Linked DNA regions of Mus musculus: regions 2, 3, 4 and 5 are each linked to region 1. A link is a contact called in public Hi-C, HiChIP or PLAC-seq and promoter capture Hi-C data. All regions are on one chromosome and are shown on one strand. Each heading gives the region's core, a stretch centred on a gene start, on an enhancer-like site or on the middle of the called end of the contact. The rest is flanking DNA. Distances are from core to core; before and after follow the strand shown. Region 1 holds the start of Sema5b (sema domain, seven thrombospondin repeats (type 1 and type 1-like), transmembrane domain (TM) and short cytoplasmic domain, (semaphorin) 5B). Region 2 has its middle 41 kb from the start of Adcy5. Region 3 holds the start of Adcy5 (adenylate cyclase 5). Region 4 holds the start of Parp14 (poly (ADP-ribose) polymerase family, member 14). Region 5 overlaps Adcy5 (adenylate cyclase 5).

Region 1 (2,640 bases), core at 88-2,587:
GCAAGGTCCCGAGGCCACCGCTCCAGATCCAAACTCAGCGCCTACTCATGTCTGGCGCAACGGGGCGAGACGACTCAGAACCGGGCCCCGGTAAAGCAACCAGAAGGGATGAGATCGGCGCTTCAGGTGGTCGTCTGGTTCTTTAAAGTTTGAGGCCCGCAACGGAGCCCACATCGTTCTGCCGATCCTCTTCACCTTCGCTTTTTCTCCGCGGGTCCTGCTGCTACTTCTGTCTCCGCTCCCGCCGGCTCGGGTCCCCGGATCCCCTTTCCTGTTCGCATCCCTCCTTGTGCCCAAGCGCAACCCCCCCCCCCATCCCTCCCTCCGCGCTGGATCTCCCGCACGACGTGAGCGGAAAGTGAATGGGCAGCCCCAATCACAAAGACAAATTACCATGAGAAAAATAAATCAGGAAATCGCCCCTTTAGTCCCAGGTTCCCGCCGCCGCACCCGCTTCACTGGCTGAGGCAGGAGCAAGGGGCCCCGGGCTGCTCCATCCAGGGCCTTAGAGGACACTGTGGGCTCCGAAGGGCCCAGTTAAGGCTGGAGTAGCCTAGGGGGTGGAGGGGTCTAGGAAGAATCAGGCGAGGGCCGGGTTGGTGGCGGCGGCATGGGGGACGTCCCTGCGCGGGAGATTTCACACTCTGGGCCGGCCACGCGTTCCCACGCGCCTCGCCGCCCGCACTCTTCCTCTGCCAGGTTTCCCCGCCCGCCCTCTGCTGAACCTCTGTCTCGGCCCAGTCTCCGTTCCTTTGCCCCCTCGCTCCCCCAGCCTTTCCCTGGTCAGTCCCCCTACTCCAGGCCCGCGATCTGGGTCTCCGCCGCGGCTGCAGCCTAGACGCGCTGATCGCAGCCCAGTGGAGCCAGAAGCCAGAGCGAGCGGGTGTCAGGAACGCAGCAGCTCCGGTGGCGCCCCAGCCGAGGTAGCCCCAGACAGCCCCGGGACCCGCGCTCCAGCCCCCTGAAGCCTCCCCAACGTGCCTCCAACTTACCAGCGCCCCCGGACTCCCACCCCTCTACCTATCCTAGTTGCTGAAGTTTGCAACTCACAGCCCCAGCTGGCGAGGGAAAAAGCTCCGGAAGCTCCCGGACTCACCTCCCGGCAGCACGCGCAGGTGCCGGGCTCCCCGCGGCCCTGGGCTCAGGGCGGTGCGGACCACAGCGACGAACCCGAGGGCTGGTGGCCGGTCTGGGAATGGGGCGGCCGAACAGCAAGGCTCCGGACTACGGGTTCAGCGCTCCGCCGCAGTCTCCGACTCCTGTCGGGCCCGGCTGCGCTCCGGCTGCTCCAACAGCCGCTGGATGCGCGGCCGACCGGCGGGGCTCGGCGGAGCTGGGCTCCAGCACCAACCCCCGCGCTCCAACTAGCTCCAGACCCCGCGCGCCGGAGCGAGCCGGGAGGAGGAGAGTGAGGGAGCAGGCGGTGGGGTGGGGGGGAGGCGTGGGGGAGGAGTTGGAAGCCAGAGGAGAGAAGGAGGGGAGCGGGGGAGAAAAGGAGGAGGGGGATGGAGAGGACCTGCGACTGCTGGCGCTTCACCCGCCAGCCCGGAGGAGAGCGGGAGAGCGCGAGGGGGCGCCCTGCATCCCGATTTCGCCCCCTAGCAGAACTCCGGCCCCTAGCTTGCGAGCTATGGGGATGGGTGGACAGAAGCTGCCTCTGTCCTAGGTCTCTAGCCTTTGCCATCTTTTGCTAGGTTTTACCTTACCGTTCTCTGCCATCCCCATCTCAAACCGACCCCAACTTGGAGCCTGAGAAAGCTCTCCCCCCAACACACACCCTGGGGTCCCCAATACCCCAGCCCCTTTAGCTGTGTAGAAACATTTTTCTGCCTGTGGATTTGAAATATGAATGAGAAAAGGACCGCGTACTAAACCCGGGAGATTGTAATCAACTCCAGCAACAGCGAGATGCTAAGCTGCTGGGCTGGACCGAAAAGCCAGAGCTGACCGGTTGCTAGTTAACCTCACAAGCTACAAGATCTTGGGTGAATCTCTCTAAGTCTCAGTTTCCTCGGCTGTAAATTGACGTTAGTGATGTGCACCCTACCGAACCTCGTATGAAGAACCAGCAGGGGATCCAGGGAGTGAAATGGCTTCAGGAACACTGGGAGGGTATCCAAAGAATGTTCAATCCTAGAGGAACGGAGTAATGTCCGCAGCAGAGGGACCCTTAGCGCAGCCACACCAAGCTAGGTGGGATTGTTTCCAAGTTAAGTGATCTAGTGTCGACAGAGAAAGTCGAGGAGCGCAAGCTTCAAATCCTAGATGCTAGGGCTACAAGCACGGATGGAAAGGGAGCCCTCTGCTGAACAGAAGAGGTACTTTAATTATAAAATAAGGTGAGCTAAGGAAGTGAAAAAGTGGGAAAGACAAAGGACCTGAACAATCAAAACAAGAGAAGTGTGCTTCTAAGAGAAAACCAGAGAAAACCGCCAAATAATGCTTTAGGGGAATAAAAACGCTAAGAGTCTCTCTGGAATGCTTTGGAGAATTAGAACCGATTCCAGGTGAAGCACTTCGTGTTACAAAATGAAACCTCGGAAAAATGCAGAAGGATGGAGATAGTGATGGAGGCGGTAGGAGTCCCAGGATGCAGGCAGTAGGAATCCCGGGATGCTTCCCTCCAGTACCTCCAGGGTA
Region 2 (2,640 bases), core at 42-2,541, 430 kb after region 1:
CTTCATTTTCTTTTCTTTCTTTCTTTCTTTCTTTCTTTCTTTCTTTCTTTCTTTCTTTCTTTCTTTCTTTCTTTCTTTCTTTCTTTCTTTTAGATGAAGTCTTTCATTAAACCAGGAGCTGTCTGATTGAGTGCCAGTGTGGCCTAGGGAGCCTGCCTCTGACTCCCCTGTACTGAGACTATAGGGAACTCCAACAGGCCTGATGCCTTTGTTGTTCTTGTAGGTTTGGTTGTTGTTGTTTTTTTTTTTTTAAGTGGGTGCAGAGCTCCAGTTCCCATGCTTATTCAGCAAACACTTTGTCAGTTTGAACCACCTCCCTACACCTTTCTTTAAAATAAAAAAAAAAAATTGTTTATTTGTATGTGTTTGCCTGCACACATGTATGGGCCCCACATGTATGCCTGGTGCCAACAGAGGCCAGCAGAGGGGTTTCCTGAGACTAGAGTCACATTAGGTTGTAAGATGCCGTGTGGGTTCTGGGAACCAAACCCAAATTCTCCTCGGGAACAGCCTCTGCTCTTAACTGCTGAGCCATCTCTCCAGCCTGCTTTCTTTATTTCTTTAAGATAACATTTTACTATATGCCCCGGATGTTGAACTCCTAGGCTAAAATGACCTGGGACTATGGGTACAAGTCACCAACTAGGCTTCAGGACCTCTGAGAGGCTGCCCATGTCATTCATGTAGAATGAAGCTTCATTCCAGGAATGGGGGTGAGGGTGGGGAGACAGCACAGTGGAGGGAGAGAACTGTGAGCGTTGGGGCCTGTGGGTCTGCAACACACTGCCTTTCTCAGGTTTTTCCTAGAATCTAGAACCTGATTCCAGTCAAAACATCTTTTCACCTCCTGCCTGTGTACCCAGCTAGCTGCAGTGGCAGGCAGGCATCATAATGCAACACAGGCCTGGGAAGGGTCCTCTATCAGAGAGCCCACAGTCTGCACAGGAAGTTGAGGAGAGACAGCGGTGGGGTCAGTGATCTGAAATAGGTATGCTCGTGTAATTTAGAAACTAAACACCCTGCAGGAGACTCGCCAGAACACCCACCGTTTATCTGATTTTAAAGTAGATTGGGTCTTTGGCTTCATGTTGCATTCTGGCAACTTTACCACTGTGGGGTGCTTGGGAGAAATGCCAGCACTGGTCTTGGACCACTTCAAGGGGCAAGGCCACAGCCGACAGCGGAAGATGGGAAAGGGTTATCTGGGTGCAGAGAGAGTGAATATCATCCCTTGAGGGATTGTGGGAAAACAGGCCAAGTGAGAATAGGACATGGGAACAGTGCAAGGCTTCTTGAATGTAGGAAGCAGAGGTGCTGGGGACAGAAGCGGGCACAGGGCACAGGTGGGTCCTGGCTGTGTTCAGGGGTCTCTTCTTCACCTTATCAGCAACAGTCACAAGGACGTATTTGTATTTTCAAAAAGCTCTGTGGGCAATGGTGGTGGTGGGGAGCAGGAGAGCTCAGAGGCCTCTATTGTCTTCTCATTGAGAGGGAGTGGTCCAGACAGCATCGATGTTGGCTTAGACAGGGAGGAGTCAGTGAGGAAGCAGATAGACTCAGTGGATCCCCAGGAGGTAATATCAACAGGATTTAACAACGGAGTAAAGTAAGGATGGGTGAGGACCCAGAAGAGAGGAGATGGCTCTAGGGCTTGCCTTGTGTGGTTGTCTGATGGAGGCCATTCAGAGGGGAGAAGGGGAACAGAGGGGGGCTGTAGGGGATGATGGTTTGTGCCAGGTAAGGGAAGGAGAGGAGTTTCAGTTTGGAAGGGTGAATAGACGGTTATGGATTCCCTGTGGAGGTTAGAGAGGCATACAGATGGAGCTCAAAGTCTGAGATCTGTTCCCCATCTTAGTACCTGCTCCAGCGGCCTCCAGGACCTGAGTGGTCAGTGGCAGGCTGAGTGGCAGGCTTTATACAGACAGCACTGGGCTGAGAACTTGCTCCTTCCCTTAGCATCAGATCCAACACGGGAAGTCTTCCCTGGGTGTCAGCAAGGCCTCATGGGGAATGTCCACTCCCGACGCCTTGCCTTTTGAAGACTAAATGGTGTCTTTCAGTTTTAAGTTGTTGGCAATTGATTAAAAAAAAAAAAAAAAATGGCAAGTGTCCAGTAGAACCTTTCCCCAGGCTAGATCTGCTCTGGCCCTGCTGGCCAGAGTTCTTGGGTTAGAATGAGACTCGAAGCTGAGTCAGAACCTCCAAGATCAAGAGTCCTACAATGTTCTTCAAAATTCTCCATAAGAGGGCCAGGGAGATGGCTTCTCAGGTAAAGGCACTGGCTGCTGCCAATCAGGACAGCCTGAGTTCAATTCCCAGAACCCACACGGGGCAAGGAGAGAAAGGATTACCCCAGTCCTCCTGACTTCCACAAGCATGCTGTGGACACACCCACTGTCGAACTCCACATGGCCCTACAAATACAACCACGGACAGGAGTGAGCAAAACATGGGCTGCAGGTGTAAGCAGGAGCAGGGTGGACTCATGCATTCTTCTTGAGGCATACCCTGGTGTGTGAGAAAGTGAGTTAGGAAGGAGACGGAAGACAATGGCCTAGAAAACAGGAGAAAAACAGCACAGGCTAAAGCACACAGAACAGTGCCACAAGATGGCTGCCGACGGGAGGGAGGATGCTGGTT
Region 3 (2,640 bases), core at 106-2,605, 390 kb after region 1:
ATTGGCGCGGGAATCGGCTTCTCCCCAAGCGGCGCGATGCTCCGGGCCTCCCCGGGGCGCTGGCGACGCCGCTGTCTGTGCAGCGTAGCCCGGGGGGCTCACGCTTTTGGAGCCGGACATCCCCCCCTCGGCCTCGTCGTCTTCTTCCTCTTCCCCCGGGGGCCGGGCCGGGGGTCTCCAAGGAGAGGGCGGACAGCCAAGCAGGGGGACCAGGCTAGGGTCACACGTCGAGGGAGGCCCGGGGCCCTGCGCAGCAGCGGGACATCGTGGCACCCCCGTCCTGAGCGGTGGAGGACAACGGGAAGGCTAGCGGGGAGACAGCGCAGCCCCGAGGTGAGAAGTAGCTACGAATTAGAGTCCAGAGTCCCAGGTCCGAGACGGAGTTGGCTCCGAGCGGTGGCAGTGGGGACAGCTCTGACTGCTGCGCCGGACGCAGAGATGTCCGGACTCCTGGCTCGCGTCGAGCTCAGGCTGGGAGTTGAGGAGCAGGCGGGACGGAGAGGTGTCCTTGCGGGCGGCGCCTCTCCGAAGCTGGCAGTTCCCGGGCGCGGCGCTCGTGGCTTTTGCCTAAGCCGAGAGCAGCGACTCTCCCAGCAAGGTGGCGGCGAGGGCGGCTCGGCAGGGGTCCCGGCACGGAGACGCAGCGGGTGCCCTTTGCTCGCAGCGCACTGGGAGCGACTGGGAGGTGCAGGCTCCTGCCAGCATTATTTTCTTACGAGGGGTGGGGAGGTGGGATGGGGGGTGGAGAGGACGGGGGAGGGGGCGGCGGGCGGAGCAAGAGCTCCGGAGCCCCGGGGAGGAGGGTCCTGGAGCCCGGGGGGGCCGTCGCCCGCATCCCCCACCTCCGGAGGCGCGAGTGGGAGCGTGGCCCCCGCGAAAGGCGAACAGAGCCTCCGGCGTGCCCGCGCAGGGGGCGGGGGCGAGGACCGGCTCCTGCGGTGCGGCCCTTCCCCTCTCGTCTCCTCCTGTCCCCCAGACCCAGCAGGCCGGCCCGTTCCGGCAGGTCCCGAGGGTTGAGTCGCTAGCTCCGCAAGCCCTGGGTTCCTCGTTGCCGGCGGCTGGCCCACCGTAGCCGAGCGCAGAACCACTACGCGGAGGGCGGAATCCGGCGCAGCGCCGCCGCCGTTCTGCCCCAACGCAGGCGGGCTTCTCCCGGGGACCACGGCATCCAGCGATGGAGGGCTGCGGCTCAACAGCAGCCGGCCGATAAGGGCCGGCCGAAGAGCCGCGGCGCCCCGGGGGCGCTCCCGAGGGGCCCGAGGGAGCCCGGCTCCGGGCGCGCCATGCACGCCTCGGGCCCTGCGCCGCTCCGGCCGCTCGCGCCGCTCCTCCCTTCTCGCCCGCTCGCCGCCGCCGCCGCCGGAGCGCCCTCCGCATCCCCTCCTCCCGCCGCCTCCCCGCCCCCCGCGCCGCTCGGGCCTCGGCTCACAGCGGCGTGCGGCCGCCTCCGCCCTCTGCCCTGCCGCCGCCCGCGTCCTGGCCCCGGCACCCCGCGAACATACTCAAGCCGGGCCCGGGAGCCGCAGGGACCCCCGCTCCCCTTCCTCACCTATATTTTCACTGCGCCCCTCCCTCCCTGGTGCCTGGAGCCGGGTCAACGGGCGGATCCCTCGTCGGACCTGGGTAGCGGGCAATCCACCCCCGATCGGGTCCTGCGACCCCAGTCCTATCTCCCCTCTTTTTATTACCCTTTTCTCCCCCACCCCCATTCAGCCCAACTTCAGCTACGGTGCTGCTCCCCCCTTCTCTGGTCCGGCTCTATTGGCCGCTTCCAGAGCTGTCAGACTCGAGTCCGGCGCTCTTATTGGGCGATTCTGTGGCCCGGCGACGGTGCCAACGGAGGGCGCGCCGGGTGGGGGGCGCCCCGACCGCTACTGCCGCAGGGAACTGGAGACAGAGTCCCTAGAGAGGACGGAGGGACCCAGAGCCAGACCCGGAAATGAACTAGGGAGATGCAGAGACTGAGGATGTCTGGGGCACAGAAAGACAGCGATGGAAAAGATGGAGTTGCTAGCAGTGGGTGAGGCCGATGCAGCCAGGGTGGGGCGAGCAGGACCACTTTGGAGCATAGTTACTAAGAGGAAACACCACTGACAGCTGTGGGAACACCTGGCGTTTATAAGGAGCCCTTTGCCTGTTCATGTGTTTTAAATCCCATGTGGTTCTAGTAACAGCCATGGGCTCGGATGGGGGACAGGGCCTGTGTAGCTATTTCCTATTTGCAAATGTGGAAACTGAGGCTCTAAGAACTTAGCCAACTTGGAATACACCACACAGGTCTCCTAACCCACAATCCAAAGATCTTTTCTTCAGTGCTACGCTGGCTTCCACACCTACCCAGATGCTCCCACAGGCAAGCTAGTCTCCTTGCCAGTCAGGGAAGCAAAAATGACCCTTCTGGGAACTCCTGAATAAAGGCAAGGGTAGACAAGAGTAGACAGCTGAGTAGAAGATCTGGGTCTGTCTGCCTCTTCAGCTCCCTTGACCCCCTAAGCTGTCCTAACCGGAGTTCTGGCAGTTTTGCTTGGGGAGGGTGACTTGTATGCTGTCAGCCCCTTCATCCTTCTGCCGTCCTCCAAAGTTGACAAGAAGCCTAGAGGTCCACATCCTCCTCCACTGCTCATCTCCTTGGCAACTGAA
Region 4 (2,640 bases), core at 97-2,596, 330 kb before region 1:
GCCTGGTCTACAAAGTGAGTTCCAGGACAGCCAGGGCTATACAGAGAAACCCTGTCTAGAAAAAAAAAAAAAAAAGGGGGGGGGGAGGGGGGAAGCTCTGAGTGCTGCCTCGGCTTCCTTCCTTTTTTTCAGACCTCGGTCCTCTTCAGACTCCCCATCGTCCCTGTTCTCCATCAGATAGTGTTACCAGGGGCCCCGAGGGGGTCACCATACTCTAGCCCTGGACCGGCAAAGCCTGCTTTAATGCGTATCCCAAATATTCGCTCATCACGCGTTAAGGATATACAGATTCCCAGTCTCTTCTTATCCCGGTCACAGTAGGCGCACCTCACTCCTGTTGCTTGGACCACTCCTGGATGAACTGTTCATATCTTTCGGCCAATCTTGTCTCCAAAGGCAGCTTAGAGGCCATCACGTTCTTCCTAGGAGGGGGAATGGGGGAGGCGGGTGTCGGAGCCCCAAGAGCCCTAGACCAGTAGCGGGACCAGAGCCCTCTCCTGAGCACCCAGGTCAGCCTGGCTTTCTCTCACTCCTGTCGAACTCAGCCACCATGCAGCAGCCTAAGTTATTTTGTGTAAGTGAACCACAAAGCCCCAGAGACCCACCATCTAAGGTCATTTCTTAGTAGTTCTTAGGCTCTCGGGTAGCACGTCCCTTGCCCAGAAGTGCTACCTGATCTTTCCATAATTGGGCTGGGAGCCCATGCTCTTCTGCTCCAACACCTGTGTATTTCTCCCTAGAGTTGTCGACCGTCTCCTGTGTCCCCATACCTGTGTCCCTCCGTTGAACACCCAGAAAGCATGGACGCCAGCACGCGTTCCTCAATACTGGGAGTTTGTAAACACAAAGTATGCACAGATGAGAAAACAGAATTCTGAAGCAGGAAAGTCAGGTCAGATGCCCTCGGGTGGTCCCCCAAGTGAGCAGGGAGCATCCTGAGAGGATCGTTTTCCTTCTCTTATACAGCGTGGGTTTTCAGGTATGCAGAAACTATCCTAGTGATGGAGCAGGGCTCAGCTGTAGCTCAGGTGGAGTGCGGGCGGGGCCCAGCTCTGGAGCTGCTAAGGAGGTGGCCTGGAGGCTAGAGCTCGGGTGGAGGATTGACTGGCTTCTGTTGAGAGCAGGAGAACAAAGTGCCTGGGGGTGGGTGGGTGGTAGCTCTGTGTGTGTGTGTGTGTGTGTGTGTGTTGTTGTTGTTGTTGTTGTTGTTGTTGTTGTTGTTGCACTATTCCAATCCTGGGATAGCGAGGTGAAGATAGAAACTAAGGACGGGGAGGGATTTCCAGGAAATGAAAGCGAAAGAAGTTATCTCAATGTTAAAACTCTGAGCAGTTTTGGACGACCCAGCAGTCGCCGCTTCCTAGTTCAGTCAGGATGGCAGCGTCGGGTTCCTTCCCGCTGCTGGTCGAGGGCTCTTGGGGCCCCGACCCCCCAAAGAACTTGATCAACAAGTTGCAAGTGTACTTCCAGAGCCGGAAGAAATCCGGAGGAGGGGAGTGCGAGGTCGTCCCGGAGCCGGGGAACCCAGCACGCTTCCGGGTGCTCTTCTCCCCGGAGGATGGTGAGGGGCGCGAAGGTCGGGGAGGGTCGCCTCGCGCGGGGTTTGGGACCATGGGTGCCAGGTCTAGCCCTCGGCTGCAGCTCGTTCGGTGCGGGAGATCCTGGAGGCAGAATCTGCGTGGCGAGCGCAACCGGGAGTGGCGTTCCCCTTGCTTTCCCAGTCGCTCCCTGAAGCAATCTGTGGACCTTCCCGTGTTCGTTTGTTTGTTGTTTGGTTGTGAGCCTAGCCTTTCACGGCTGAGCCATCTCTCCAGCCCTTGTTTGTTGTTTTAACTGTCCTGTTTTTATTATTCAGGTGGGGCAGGAAAAGAATTAAGAAACGGGAGGAGTCCAGGGTCCGCTAGCACCGCAGGGTTCTTAGGGAGATGAGCTTGAGAAGTGAAAAGCCCTAGAGCTCTTGTGCCTCAGTGGAGGAGGGAGGGACAGGGCAGGGGTGGGTAATGGGTGGTGGTGTCTTGTTCCTACCTCGTCCTTCAGCCCCAAGATGATCTGAGGTGGCTGTAAGCTTGGAACCCAGGTTGGGATAGGGACTGGGGGTGTTCCCTCATCTCTGGAAGGTTCCTGAACAGTTAAGCAGTTGAATGTTCCCCACCTCTATTGGCCTTCTGCAAAGGAGGCCCAGCCTTCATTTCTCGCTCAGGTGGGTGAATGGAAGTCCCAGATCTGTGACTTCTGGAAAGCCACCATGTGTTAATATCAGAGATTTTGCAGACCAGGGTCATCCTCAGAGTGCAGGATGGAGGGAACATTTGGGCCAGAGGAGAGGAAAGGAGGCTGAGGAGACCGGGCAGTGGGCAAGGTAACAGCCCAGCAAAGACCCAAGAAGGAAAAAAAAAAAAAAAAATGAAAACAAGAGAAAGGTGTAACACAGGGTTTCAGGAAGCCTGGGTAGGAGGGCACAAGAGACCTGCTTAGCTCTGATCCCTTCCGGAAAACACAGGTTTGATTTCACAAGGGAGCCCTCAATGGGCAGCTAGCTAGTAAAGTGAGAATCTCATTTTTCACTTTTCCTAGATCAGTGATTCTCAACCTTCCTAATGCTGCAGACCTTTAACACAGTTCCTCAGGTTGAGGTGACCC
Region 5 (2,640 bases), core at 79-2,578, 310 kb after region 1:
AATTTCTTGTACCTCTGGGTATTTTGTTGTTGCATTTTTTTCTTCTTCTTTAGCTGATGGGAAAGCTAACACTGTGCATGTGGCCCTCCTTATGTTCCTCTTGGATGGCACTGTTACTGAACAAAGAGAAAGCCGGGGGGAGGGACAGAGCATAAGCTGACTTGCAGAATAGTACGACTGGTGGTCCACTGTCGAGACAGAGTGGCCTGCCTCTCTCTCTATCCTTAGGGATCATTTCTGAAGGTCCAGACCCAGCTGTCTGGTTCTGAGCAGTCTTCAGAGGGCAATGTTAATGGCAGCCTCTCTTTGCAGCTCACAGAGCAGCAAGTGAGGTGGCAGAAAGAGGAACTGGTCGTTGGGGGGCTAATGTTTGAGGTTAGACCTCGGGTCTAACCTCATCAGGTGGGGACACACATGTGATGACAGAAGTCTCCAGGTTTATGTAGATACATTACCAAGCTAGACATCAACTTCTCTAGCATGCTGCAAAATGGGAGAATTTCTGGAGGTGCCTGAATTTAAACTCATGGCAGGGAAGGGGCACCTCTCTGAGCAGTGAAGTCTCCTGGAGGCCACTGTGTCTAAGCTTGGATCTGAAAACAATGAACACTGTAGCTCTGGGCAAGTCCCGTTCCATTGTAAATGTCAGCTTCCATGCATATATAGACAGGAAAAGTGGAGGATTAGCCAAGGCCTTCGCCCCCTGGAAAAGTCCACCTGGGCCTCCGACCGCCTAGGAAGGGCACTTTACAGTCTTATCAGTATAAAATACAAGTAAGATGCTACTTATAGGATCCTCTGAAACCCCTAGTTTATCCCTGCCGGCTGGCTCCCCAGGGCACCACTGACTTGTAGCACACTGCACAGCCCACACCCACCTGGCCCATCCTGGATCTGTGGGGAATCCCAGAGGAAGCCAGAGCTCTTCAGAACCAATGCCACGCCAAGGCTCCTGACGACATTGTGGGAACCATGAAGACGGGGCAGTGTGGAAAAGCAAAGACATTCCCACATTAGATAGGGTTTGAAGGAGGCGGCGTGTGAATGAGAAGAGGCTCAGGGGCTGAGAGGCGCCTTGGAAACTCAGCACAGTGGCCTCACCCACCCACCAACGACTACTGCAGCTCCCTGACCTCTGGCAGAAGGAAGAGTTTGCTCTGTGGCCTGGCAAGAAGGTTTGTGGGAGAGAAGTTTATTTATAATCCAAGTGCAATAAAGTTTCTCTCTTCCAAAAAATCTCAACTTGGAGAACAATTATCCTCTCCCAGGCTCGGCTTCCTCCTCCTGCTTCCACCGAGTCAGACAAGCGCTCATTGTTCTGCGTGAGCACTGGTGACAGTTGAGGGGGATGGGGGTGGTGGGGGTGGAGGGAAAGGGTTCAGGGGAGGGAAATGCGGCCGCACCTAAACGCCAACTTCCTGCTTCTACCCTACAGGTGAAAGGCAGCACTTCCAAGCTTTCCCATGCACCCCTAACTTTTTGCCCACCCCAGCCACCTATATCCCTTCCCATCTCCTCACCTCCAGGGATGGCAAAATGTGTTTTCTCATACAGCTCAAGCTAGCTTCAAACTTATTATGTAGCAAAAGACAAATTACTGATTTCCCTCGTCTCTCCCTCCAAGGGCTGGGATGACAGACATGTGTCATCACCCAGAGGCTGTGTAGGCACTGGAGACGCAACCCAGGGCCTCCTGAACTCTAGATAAGGATTCGACCAACTGAGCTATATGCCCAGCCATGGCCAGTCAAAATGTGGGAAGGCTTAAAAGAAAACCACTACAGAGAAAGGGAAACTTCCAGCCAGCCATTCCCATCCAACTGCAAATAGAGGACAGACTGAGGACAGTTTCAGTGAGGGCTGTCCTGGATGAATCCACTGCCTCATGGACAAAGGGGCACCTGGTGTTTCTCATACTAGGCCGTATTGCCAGCTCTGCCAGGTGCTTCAGCAGGGAATTTTGGGTTCTGAGAGTGCCCGAGGTGAGGAGACACAATGGATGGGATGCTATGTTGAGAGCCAGGACATGCCAAGTCCAGCCTTGTGACTTGGGAAAAGCATAAAGCCTCCTGGAAGCCACGTAGCCTGCATTCATCTCTACGGTGGTACTGATGACTCCTGTAACAAGACAGTGTGTACAGGTGTCAGGGGTGCGACACAGCATGGGCTGGGGCTAGCAGTGCTCCTAGTGATTGACCCAGTGAGGAATGGCTGAAGATGCCACCGGGTCTGGCTTGGCTTCTTTCTGTACTAACCCATCATGTCTCCATCATTCTGAACGGAGGCAAACACACAGCGGGTACCAGTAACCCCTTGTCTGCTAAGCCAGGGAATTGAAGGCTAACGGATCCTTACGAGGTCTCAGATATCCCAGCTTACCCATGAAGAACGTCCCAGACCTGCAGTCAGTGTTGCCTGACCCTGATCATGACATGGGGCCCAGAGGGGTTCCCACCTGTGTCAAAACCAAGCAAAAGCTGCTCAGATGAAAATAGTACATACTATGGCCACTAAGGGCTGGAGAAGAAATCTCCATCATCAGAGAGATGAGCCCTAAGACCTGTCTGTATGTCCCTTGAGTGGGAGGATAGCTCTGCAGCCTCATGAAAAGGCTTGGGAATAGCAAATGATCTGATCTGG

The links. Promoter capture Hi-C pulls out the DNA fragments that hold promoters and counts their contacts. Hi-C and Micro-C count contacts between places; a contact is called where the count stands out from the background. HiChIP or PLAC-seq counts read pairs in DNA pulled down with a chosen protein or histone mark.
Region 2: an H3K4me3 HiChIP or PLAC-seq map of embryonic stem cells shows a contact between it and region 1, with 5 times the contacts expected there. The contact joins the enhancer-like site here to the promoter of Sema5b in region 1. A contact is called at or near these places in 17 of 39 promoter capture datasets (the 3T3-L1 cell line, 3T3-L1-derived adipocytes, the HPC-7 cell line and 9 more), 1 of 15 datasets of contacts at CTCF or cohesin (embryonic stem cells), 28 of 484 Hi-C or Micro-C datasets (B cells, Sertoli cells, cardiomyocytes and 16 more), 16 of 115 datasets of contacts at active chromatin or transcription factors (embryonic basal ganglia, embryonic forebrain, embryonic hindbrain and 7 more) and 2 of 9 other capture datasets (embryonic stem cells and embryonic tail).
Region 3: a contact with region 1 is called in a promoter capture Hi-C map of embryonic stem cells. The contact joins the promoter of Adcy5 here to the promoter of Sema5b in region 1. A contact is called at or near these places in 20 of 39 promoter capture datasets (the 3T3-L1 cell line, the C10 cell line, the HPC-7 cell line and 10 more), 22 of 484 Hi-C or Micro-C datasets (differentiating embryonic stem cells, embryonic stem cells, stem cell-derived neural progenitor cells and 1 more) and 9 of 115 datasets of contacts at active chromatin or transcription factors (embryonic stem cells and stem cell-derived neural progenitor cells).
Region 4: a contact with region 1 is called in a Hi-C map of embryonic stem cells, with 3 times the contacts expected there. The contact joins the promoter of Parp14 here to the promoter of Sema5b in region 1. A contact is called at or near these places in 7 of 39 promoter capture datasets (the 3T3-L1 cell line, cranial neural crest, embryonic stem cells and 3 more), 8 of 484 Hi-C or Micro-C datasets (embryonic stem cells and nephron progenitors) and 6 of 115 datasets of contacts at active chromatin or transcription factors (embryonic basal ganglia and embryonic stem cells).
Region 5: a contact with region 1 is called in a promoter capture Hi-C map of embryonic stem cells. The contact joins the enhancer-like site here to the promoter of Sema5b in region 1. A contact is called at or near these places in 11 of 39 promoter capture datasets (the 3T3-L1 cell line, the C10 cell line, the HPC-7 cell line and 5 more) and 1 of 115 datasets of contacts at active chromatin or transcription factors (embryonic stem cells).

What each region holds. Positions count from the first base shown.
Region 1 is chr16:35,540,059-35,542,698 of GRCm38.p6, reverse strand. It overlaps Sema5b (sema domain, seven thrombospondin repeats (type 1 and type 1-like), transmembrane domain (TM) and short cytoplasmic domain, (semaphorin) 5B), which reads right to left and starts at 1,337. Exons shown (of 22, transcript NM_013661.2): 1 at 1,097-1,337.
Region 2 is chr16:35,112,917-35,115,556 of GRCm38.p6, reverse strand. No RefSeq gene overlaps it. Among named protein-coding and RNA genes, the nearest start is that of Adcy5, 41 kb to the left of the region's middle. Within about 2 kb of position 1,291, at least 2 of the 459 cell types and tissues checked have an H3K27ac peak or open chromatin away from gene starts, as enhancers often do.
Region 3 is chr16:35,153,579-35,156,218 of GRCm38.p6, reverse strand. It overlaps Adcy5 (adenylate cyclase 5), which reads right to left and starts at 1,355. Exons shown (of 21, transcript NM_001012765.5): 1 at 1-1,355. The coding sequence starts at 120.
Region 4 is chr16:35,870,088-35,872,727 of GRCm38.p6, reverse strand. It overlaps Parp14 (poly (ADP-ribose) polymerase family, member 14), which reads left to right and starts at 1,346. Exons shown (of 17, transcript NM_001039530.3): 1 at 1,346-1,561. The coding sequence starts at 1,375.
Region 5 is chr16:35,231,004-35,233,643 of GRCm38.p6, reverse strand. The region is part of intron 1 of Adcy5 (adenylate cyclase 5); the gene reads right to left. It overlaps Gm46550 (a long non-coding RNA gene), which reads right to left. Exons shown (of 3, transcript XR_001781915.2): 2 at 1,718-1,720. Among named protein-coding and RNA genes, the nearest start is that of Gm46550, 3.2 kb to the right of the region's middle. Within about 2 kb of position 1,328, at least 25 of the 459 cell types and tissues checked have an H3K27ac peak or open chromatin away from gene starts, as enhancers often do.